3 separate regions of the Gossypium hirsutum genome follow, and regions 1 and 2 are each linked to region 3. Evidence: chromatin contacts called from public Hi-C data. All regions are on one chromosome and are shown on one strand. The core of a region is the stretch at or near the end of the contact, and the rest is flanking DNA. Distances in the headings are between cores, read along the strand shown. Region 1 has its middle 39 kb from the start of LOC107916887. Region 2 holds the start of LOC121213668. Region 3 has its middle 31 kb from the start of LOC107944529.

Region 1 (3,119 bases), core at 338-2,837, 130 kb after region 3:
ATAAAGAGTTTATATCTTTAAAAAATTTAACATTTAACATGAAATGTGATAATCATTGTATAATTGAAAGAGATTTATTTTGTAAATTGTAATCTAAAATAAAGTTTGAATCCACCCATGTTAAAAGTAAAATCATATCAATTAATCAATCAAGTCGTTGCCCTAACATAACATTTCATTGGGTATAAAAGTTTGAAAAAATTATTGTGATTTAAGATGTAAACAAAAATTTAAATAATAATAATACACAAGTGATTAGTTGACTTCATTCATAATTGTTAGTTGGTAGGAAAGATCTCACGTTCAAATTTTGTCCCATATAAACCATTCGCATTCTCACTACATTTTATTTTTAGTTTAAGTTTTATGTTGTGACAGTATGGTCTTATTTTAGATATATTGTGTTAATCAATATAATTATATTTTATAATATTCCTAAAACAAAACGACTCAAACAAATAGAAAAGTTCTTTTGTTGGTGTTTTTTTTTGGGATAATGTTAAATTTAGCCCTAAAACTTTGATCGGTAGGATGGAAAGAAAATTGGAATGATGAAAATTTGTAATGGTAGAAAATTAGAAGGATGGAAAACATAATTTTTCTTTTCGTAGCTATGCTTGGTAGGAGAGATGAGAAATTGGAAAGAAATGGTAGAGTTGAAAAATGAAAGGAAAGAAAATAAAACATTTGAAAAATACATCATTTTGAATTAACATGCATATCTCTCTTATTTTCTCTCCTCTCATCATTCCGATTTGAAAGGATTGATTTTTATAGGATGGAAAATGATCAGCTCTTTTCTTTTCTTTTTTTTTTCTCTCACTTTTCTTCTCAACCAAATACATTTAAAATTTATTTTCTTTCCACTTTTCCATTCACTCCTCCCATCCCTCCACTTTTTCACCCAACCAAGCACACCCTTAATGTTTACATTTTTTATTTTTTTTATTGCAACTAAATTTGACCCTCAACCTTTTAAAATAGTCAATTTTGATCATCAACATTTCGAAAAAAGTGTCGAATTGATTTTTTTAATAGAAATACTAACTAAAATATTAAAATTTTAAACATGGTAGTCTACATGGCAATCTACATGTACTTCATGTTAATTGTTTTGAATTTTTATGAGCTTTTTATAATTTTTTTGAGCTTTTTTTTAATAAATTGTAAATTACTGTTAACATGACATCAAGACAAATAGTACTATGTTCGCATAAAGTGCACGTGAATTGATATGTGCGTTGCCACGTTAGCATTGTTAAAAAATAGATGTTTAATTAGCGTTTTTGTTAAAGAAAAACAATTTGACTCCCAATGACCAAAAGAATGAGCCAATTTGACAAAAAATATAAACATCAAGAACTAAATTTATCATTGTACTTTTTTTTTAGCTAAATTTAAGGAAAATGCGGAATTGGTAATTGAAAAAAAGAAAAGAGAAAGTGGGTTTTGATGATAGCCTTATCCAATAAAAAAAGCAAAAAAGTTGAGCCGTCCTATCGTTTTTCTGGGTTGTATCATATTGGCAGATAAGTTATCGTAGGAGCAGATTTCACATGCACCATAATACTAGATTTGGCTTCTCCTCTAATTTAATTTTGAAAATAGATATGAAATGAAGTCGTGCGATGCCATGTGCAGTTTCAAGTGTGTCGTTATCCTAGTCCAAATTCATGGCTGTCATTTGCACGGCGTTGAAGTCAGAGACACATTGCTTTACTGTCATATTCTAATCTGCCTACAAGGTTTCGGCTAGTTGTTTGTTGTTCAATGTTTTCTTTCCCACCATGACCATGTGATTCAAACTAACGCACAACTTTATTCTGTACCCGTTTCAGGAATCAAGAAAGTTCTTATAGTTTTGGGAATTAAAAGAAAAAACAAATTAAGCCCAGTTGGTTAGGTCACTAACATGTCTTTCTGGGTGCGAGATGGGAGGTGCTCAATGAAGTCATTTGTTATTACATCATGAGCTTCATCCATAAAAGCCCATAACACAATTCTGTATATTGTAAGAGTGTGTGTTGAGAGCCTTAACGGAAATAGTTGGGGTGCGCCTTGGATTCTTGAGTGGTGAACATGGGTGATGGCAGAGTCATTTGTGATTTATAGGAAAGGAGGGCACTCACTCAATTACCGTATGGGGAATGTGACCAAATACAAAGGATATATTATATATACAAATCAACATATGATTCGCGTTCTTTCTATTAGAATTAGAATTAGAATTAGAATTCGTTTATTTAAAAAATAAATAAATTATTTCATAACAAAATAAATTGATAATTCTATTAAAAATTTAATTTAATTTACTTGAATTAATCTTTTCACGTCCACATGAAATATACATGACATACTACGATTCATTATTTGAATCTCTGTTAATCAAGTCAACATTTAATAGTAAATGTCGAAACCACCTTTTTGAAAATAAAAATTTAATTGTCGATTTAAAAATAACAAAACTGGAGTCGCCACCGATCCTTTATTAAGGTGTGATCGGCTCACCTTAAAAATTATTTTGGTCTACGAATTTTGAGAAAACGAGTTCGGGAGTCAGTTACGTACGAGGAAGGGTTAGCACCCTCGTAACGCCCAAAATCGGTACTAAATTGATTATTTAATGTCTTAGTGTCGATGGTTAAAAAGAATTTAAAACAATTCAAATAATGAAATCTGAAAAGGATAATCAATTGTTCAAGTCATGTAAAGAAATCGAGTCCCAATACGTTAGGGTACAATTTCTCAAAATTCTCAAACTTTGAATATCACTTTGGTTTTATGCGAAAATCTTCATTTTGAGAAGGTAATATGACAGGCCTAATACATTAGGACACAACAAGTTAAGTTTCCAAAAATGATTTTTTGTACTCATGCATTTTGAATAAAGAATATTCTCGGTTATTTAATATCAACAAAGAAAATCGGAACCCAATACGTTAAGGCTCAATTTCCTCGAAAATTCCAAACTTTGAATATAGCTTTTATTCAAAAAAAAAACTTTGAATCAAGAGAAAAATGATTTTGATATATTGAAAAAACCAAAATATATTTTCCAAAGGGTATGTTGAAAGTCAATGTACGATATGAAACAAATATTTTAATTTAAATTGTGTATA
Region 2 (3,343 bases), core at 225-2,724, 64 kb after region 3:
AAACAAGTTCCAATTTATTCCTGCAGGTCTTTTCTCACCTAAATGAGAAATAAGGTGAAAAACATAAGCAACACTCTACCATGGCCATTAATGATAATAGACTAACTTTCAATGCTTTATTTATAAATAAAGCTAACCCAAGAAATATAGGATCATAAAGGGTTGGGAATTATTTAATTAATGGGAGGAAATCTTGAGATTGAGGGATTTATTAAACCATGCCTTCCAATTCCCACTTGCCTTCCTATTAATTGATTCAGCTGCCTTCCCGTCGTCTTTCACTTTCTCAGTCCTTTGCTTCTTGCACAGCATGAAATTCCTTGCCCCTTGTGATCCAATTGTCTCCCATGGACTTAGTGCTGCAATGAAAAAACATACCAAACACCCAAAATCATGAATACTACTAATTTTCCCAAATAAAACACCATTTAACATCAAATAAGCAAATCCTGGAAATTTTTAATCTTTAAAGATTGAAATGAAAACCGACATACCATCTGATCCAGCACTGGGGCAATAAAGGAGGAAATCATTAAGATTGGATCCGAGAACAGGAAGCCGACCCTCACGAGCGTAGGATTTCAAAGCAGTATCAATGACGGCAGCAACGAGCTCTTCCTCGTTAACAACAAAACGGATCGGCCCAGCACTTCCGAGAACAGTGACGCTAATCAAGAGCCTGTTGCCCTTGGGACCCTGGCTCTTCTTCTGCTTGTAAAGCAACATTCTTTCAAAAAAATTTTGTTCAAAATTCAAAATGAAAAAGAATCAAAACCAAAAACAGGCGAATGAATAATTCACCAACAACCGAGAAAAGAGAAACAAGGGTTTGTTTTGTTATTTTGTGGGGCGTATAACAAAAAAAAAACCAAATCTGGGTTATTGGTGGAAAGGAATAGAGGTATTGAGGTGGGGTTGTTTATGGGTCAAGGCCAAGGCAGCGGTAGTACCAGCCTTCTTTGCAAGAACCGAATGCGAAAGCAGAAGCAGCGGAAAGAGGAAGGAGAGTGCTCGCCCTCGATTTGCAAAGGGAGAGCATCAATATACTACAGCTCCAAATTGTTTCCACCATTCACAAAAATACCAAAAGATCAATGGTTTGATTCCAACAAAAAGGGAAAAAGAGCCAGAAAAAAAAGAAGTTCTGGGACGCAGATTTCGACGAAAAAAGGAGAGGAATTTTAGTGGTTGTAGGTAGAAGGTGTGGGAAGCGTTTGGGGGTATTTAATAGAGGAACAAAACAAGGAAAATGATTAGGGTAATTCAGGTTGAGGTGGTATATGAGCCTTATAGAGGGGAGGCAGGAAAAGGGTTTCTTTCTCTCTCTTGCCGTAGGGTTGCACTGTATATATATATAAGGAAGTTGTTATTTCCGTATAGAGTTAGCATTTGGGTATATTTACGCGTTCATCGCTCCTTGCCCACCAAGCCACCTATTCGTTCGCAACCGCCATATTCTCCTCCTCTTTCTTTCTACAACAATAATATTCAATTTGTTTTATTTTTATAAATAAAGTTTCTTTCAAGATTTTTCCATTAAATTAGTCATATATGTCAATTTTTTATTTAGTTTTTTTAGGTAATTTTTCTAATTTAGGGAAACAGGTCGTTCTTTAGAAGAGAAATGGAAAACGTGATCAGTTAAACGCGTTTTCCTATCAGTTATACAAAAAGCTCATCCGTCAACAATTAATTCCAGCGGCTTTTTGAACGTTGGCTTGCAACGGTAAAAAGATTTAAAGGGCTCCAACGGTAATTTTTTTCTACAAATACCATGCAATTTTAATTTTTTTTCTCTCAAATCCAACTCTCTCAATTTTAGCTTGGAAAGATGTTCTACAAATACCATGGCTTTGCAACTCGATTTATCGGTGGATAGGTCAATCATCACGGGGTCAACGATCATTCCCGATAAAGAGAACCTTTGTGAGGCATTTTTGGGAAAGATCCTGAACAAGTTTCAAGGTGGTCGAATATAGATGAAGTGGTTGGAAACCAATTTCAAAGAGCTTCCTCCGAACGCGATCAACGTCATCAAAGAACAATGTGCCCGAGCATTCATCTGAGGTTAATTGGGGGCATTTTAATGCATGATAAATCTTAAATTTTGGTACGCTGGTGGCTACTAAACCTAGCTGACTTCAAAGAATACACACGACTGAGTTAGGGATCAATCGTGTTGGCCACGTTGTACCAAGATTTGTGTCAGGTGACGAAACCGGATAAGATGTCAATCGGTGGTTGCCTACTCCTGCTGCAGTCGTGGGTGTAACACCTTATAACCTAGCCTAGAAGTTTGGACCGAATCTTAGAGGTTACATTGATCATCGAAGTGATCGAAAATAATTTCACAAACGTTTAATCATTTTAAATAAAAAATTCTCAAGATGCATTAAAGCGTTCGGAAACTTAATTCCGTAGTTAAAAAAAACAAATTCAATCTAAAATAGCATTATGCAGAAATCCGCATAAAACCCTTTTTTCGCAGTTCTTAAAATTAATACAAACCAAAACAATCTAACAAGACTTAAAAATTGGGGAAGGAACCAAATGGCTCATTTTAAAACATATCCTTCTAAGACCTCCGGCATGCTGAGTCTAACATTAGAAAACAGAAATGTACCTGGAAGGGGAAACACTAAGGGGTTGAGCTACACGAGCTCAGTGTGAGTTCAAAACGTATCTAACAACGAAATTACAGATCAGAAACTAAATAGTAGTTCGATAACGAAAAGTACTTACAAAGATACACAAAAACAGAAAGCAAACTCGAAACCAATGTCCCAAACAAACGTAACAGTCAAAGCATCCAAATTACACACAGAATACTCAACAGATAAACCCGTTAACGGGTCGATACAAAAATACTAATCATCACAATCCAAAATGTCACTACGCTAACACCTCCATGCACACAAAATCGGTCATAAATGTTAAAACGAACAGGTAGATTATAAACAAGTAGCTCACATCCAGATGCATATGAATGCAACCAAAACACCTCTCCATCCCCGATCACACCCCAAAAGAGCTGTTTAAGCTCATCCAACCAAATACACCATATAGGACCTTGTATATGGACTAAGCCACTCAAATAATAATATGCAGCAAGACTGGCATATATGTAGTACAGTGCAATGCGATAACCCACTGTAAAGACATGTTGCAGCTTAAACTGCCAAATCAGATAATAGTACGCAACAAAGCTGACGTACATACGGTACAGTGTGGTAAACCGTTGTACGAATAAGTTGCAGTAAAACTGCCAGATCAGACCAGAATCAGTCTTCCTTCTCTTCACAACCAACCCTAAAATTACTTTATGCAAGTGTGTGTGTATGCT
Region 3 (2,955 bases), core at 251-2,750:
AATTAGTGAATTCCATATAATATAGGCTAAGGGAATCCGAGAACCCTAAGATTATTTCTCATAAAACTCGTGCTCTACGGTTATACCCACCGTGGGCCAAGTTAGGCAAAACACGATTTACCACTCAATCTTACGCCAATTTGTTAATTATACTAAAGTATTGGGCTTTTTTAATATTTTACGCCATATGTGGATTGTTTTTAATATTCAACTGCATACATGTCTTCGTTTGGTTTTTTTTTTTCGTTTTTGTTTAATTCTTTTCTATTATTCATTCAATATTTTTATATTAATTTATAATTATAGTTGTACTATAGTTATCACAATCCATCATTCAAAAAAAAAAAACAAATTAAAATTTATGCATAGCAGATTGTAAAAGTAATTTTGAATGTACCGCAGAAAATTGTATTCTTAAAATCATACTTAAGCAAAGTTTAAGTAAGGCTTAAACGCTTTTAAATATATTCAATTTTTCTTTTTCAAAAGGTTTTAAATCTTTTTTTTTTCTCAAGTGATAGCTAACTCAATTATCATATTTTTTTTAAACACATTAATATTCATTTAATTTTGTACTCCAAATAGATGAAAAATGCATAAAAAAAAGGATATTTTAATATATATACTCATGTTGATGTATTAAAACCCATCGATACAAGTAAATGCAATTTCAGAATAGAGTTATAGAGATGAGAAATTAAATGTAGAAATGAGTGAGGAATTATATAAGTGGGAGATTTTGGCAGTGCCAACACCCACTTCTTCACCACATATTTTTGGGAACTTCCAATCTCCATGTGATGCGCCATGTTTTCTTTTCTTCTTAATCATAATAATAATTTCATCAACTTGCAAAGATCCCTTCTGGAATTTTACATTCATTATTTCCGACCTCCGATGCCTTTTGCTTTTGTTTTGCCACCCCTCCTCCGTAGGTAGCTAAAACTATATGCATCATTTTTGTTGGAGGTATGCATTTTATAATGGTATAGGTAGGCAAGTGTTTTTCCCAAAGTCACATGCAAGGACACGTGGGTGATTTTGGGGATAAATAAACAAAAACTGGAAACAGAGAGGGGCAGCCGGCCCTTTCTCTTGCCCGGCATCAAAAGTAGTCCACTCCTTATATTGTATTGACATGCGTATAAATCTTGTTTATTATAATATTATACTGCATCAGTTTTAGATCTTTCAATACTATTTTAAAATTTGATCACGGGCAATTTCTGTGACCCCAGCCCTCAACCCGAGACGAGTGATGTATCCTTGTACCACTATTTTTCTTTTTTAGAATATGAACTACTACTATAAAATCACAATATCAATATATACTAAAAATCTGAAATTCATTCAAATCAATCATCCATGAAGGATCGTACACTGTTGGCTTGGTGACCTCTAATATGAAATGCAGTGAGAGAGAGAGAGGTAGTGGTGTATGTAGGTAAAATGATGGGATGAGGATGGAGAGTGGGTAGCAGAGTGGACCACCCTTTGTTTAGTGAGACAGGTTCGAATCATGTTGAGGCGTGGCTTCCACTCTCCACCCAGCACCTCTGCGACTGCACCTACGTACACACTGCACTTGTTCAAACGGGCCCCTAACTTTCATGCTTCAACTCCGCTATAATTCACTCCACCCCACAATCTTGTTTAATTCATTTTCATATTCCTTACTTAAAATTTTATTTTTCAAACTCCAACATTAAATTAATTGATTTTCATTACTTATTTATTTATTGGTTTTAAGAGAAATTATTAGTTAAGCTCTTCTTACCACATCAGTCATGACCCTATCCAATGATTTTATTACAACACAAAATGTATGGGTGGCTGGTGGTAGCGGTTCCTGTAAAGGTGTAGAAAGCAATGAAAATGAGAGCAATTGACATCGTCTGTTTGACTTGGGAATCTTAAAGGAGATTGCGAGGAAGAGTTTAGCAGGGTAAAATTGTTTGGGACCAGACAAGTGAGCAATCGAATGTGATGGATTTGATAAATATTAAGGGATCACTTTTGATATTTTTACATCTTTTGATATGTTCATTGAGAGAATAAGTGAATGTCGTTACCTCTAGCATACGACTTTCAATGTGGAAAAAATTGAGTGGAAGTTGGACCTGAAGGTGCCAACTTTAAAGTTGGTAACCTGTACACTGTAGCAAACTCTTATATTTTGCTATTACATATATATACGAGAAAAAAAAGGTTATTTCTAAAGTATTTAATATAGTCATATCAAATAATAAAAAAACTAAATGTTAGACATTTAAAATATGTTGTTTGTTATATATTTTTATATTTGTTAAGAAAAATATGGTTCAATTATCTTGAAGCCCTAAATAAATTAGGACAGAAGATCAACGACAAACAATTAGTAAGCTTATGCAAGAATTGGTAACTATAGAAGGGACCTTAAGAGTAATATTTGTATTGTTAGCACATCATTATTGTGAATAAAATGATGCAAGAGTTGATATGAAAAGGCTGTTTAGAGATTAGAGAAGATGAACAGAAATATAATTTGTTAAGATATAACATAGATTTAAGCGGGCATTATTATAAATATTCAGAGTTGATTAAAATCTTTGTGAAGAGATTAGCAACGAATGGAGGGCGGAAAACTACCATACTTAGTATAGGTAACACTTAGCGCACCCTAGGGGTCTAAAATATTATTTTTCAGTCCCCTCATATATATATATATATATATTTTTTAGCTTTTAAGGACCCAAATTTTTTTTATCAACTTTTAAAAGACTAAAAAAAAAATTTATCTAACTTTTAAGGAATCTAAACTTACATTTTATTATTTTAGATAGGGCCTAAAAATATCAATAATTGGCCGACTAAGCGTAATAAAAAAAATGATTCCCAGTATTTCATGGATGGGTAATTTGATTATTACCAATTTTCCGAATAATTTTTTAAAGCCCACTTCATTTATTAAGAAGG

What was found. A called contact is a pair of places that touch in the nucleus more often than the background predicts.
Region 1: a contact with region 3 is called in a Hi-C map of leaf, with 1.8 times the contacts expected there. The contact joins two enhancer-like sites. A contact is called at or near these places in 4 of 34 Hi-C or Micro-C datasets (hypocotyl and leaf).
Region 2: a Hi-C map of leaf shows a contact between it and region 3, with 2.2 times the contacts expected there. The contact joins the promoter of LOC121213668 here to the enhancer-like site in region 3. A contact is called at or near these places in 16 of 34 Hi-C or Micro-C datasets (anther, cotyledon, fibers and 3 more).

The regions. Positions count from the first base shown.
Region 1 is chrD01:46,674,079-46,677,197 of Gossypium_hirsutum_v2.1, forward strand. No RefSeq gene overlaps it. Among protein-coding and RNA genes, the nearest start is that of LOC107916887, 39 kb to the right of the region's middle. Within about 2 kb of position 1,588, at least 3 of the 9 cell types and tissues checked have an H3K27ac peak or open chromatin away from gene starts, as enhancers often do. A contact at or near this core is called in leaf, where this site is marked.
Region 2 is chrD01:46,612,647-46,615,989 of Gossypium_hirsutum_v2.1, forward strand. It overlaps LOC121213668, which reads right to left and starts at 1,475. Exons shown (of 2, transcript XM_041086550.1): 1 at 495-1,475; 2 at 1-359. The coding sequence starts at 726. The coding sequence ends at 178.
Region 3 is chrD01:46,548,196-46,551,150 of Gossypium_hirsutum_v2.1, forward strand. No RefSeq gene overlaps it. Among protein-coding and RNA genes, the nearest start is that of LOC107944529, 31 kb to the right of the region's middle. Within about 2 kb of position 1,501, at least 3 of the 9 cell types and tissues checked have an H3K27ac peak or open chromatin away from gene starts, as enhancers often do. A contact at or near this core is called in hypocotyl and leaf, where this site is marked.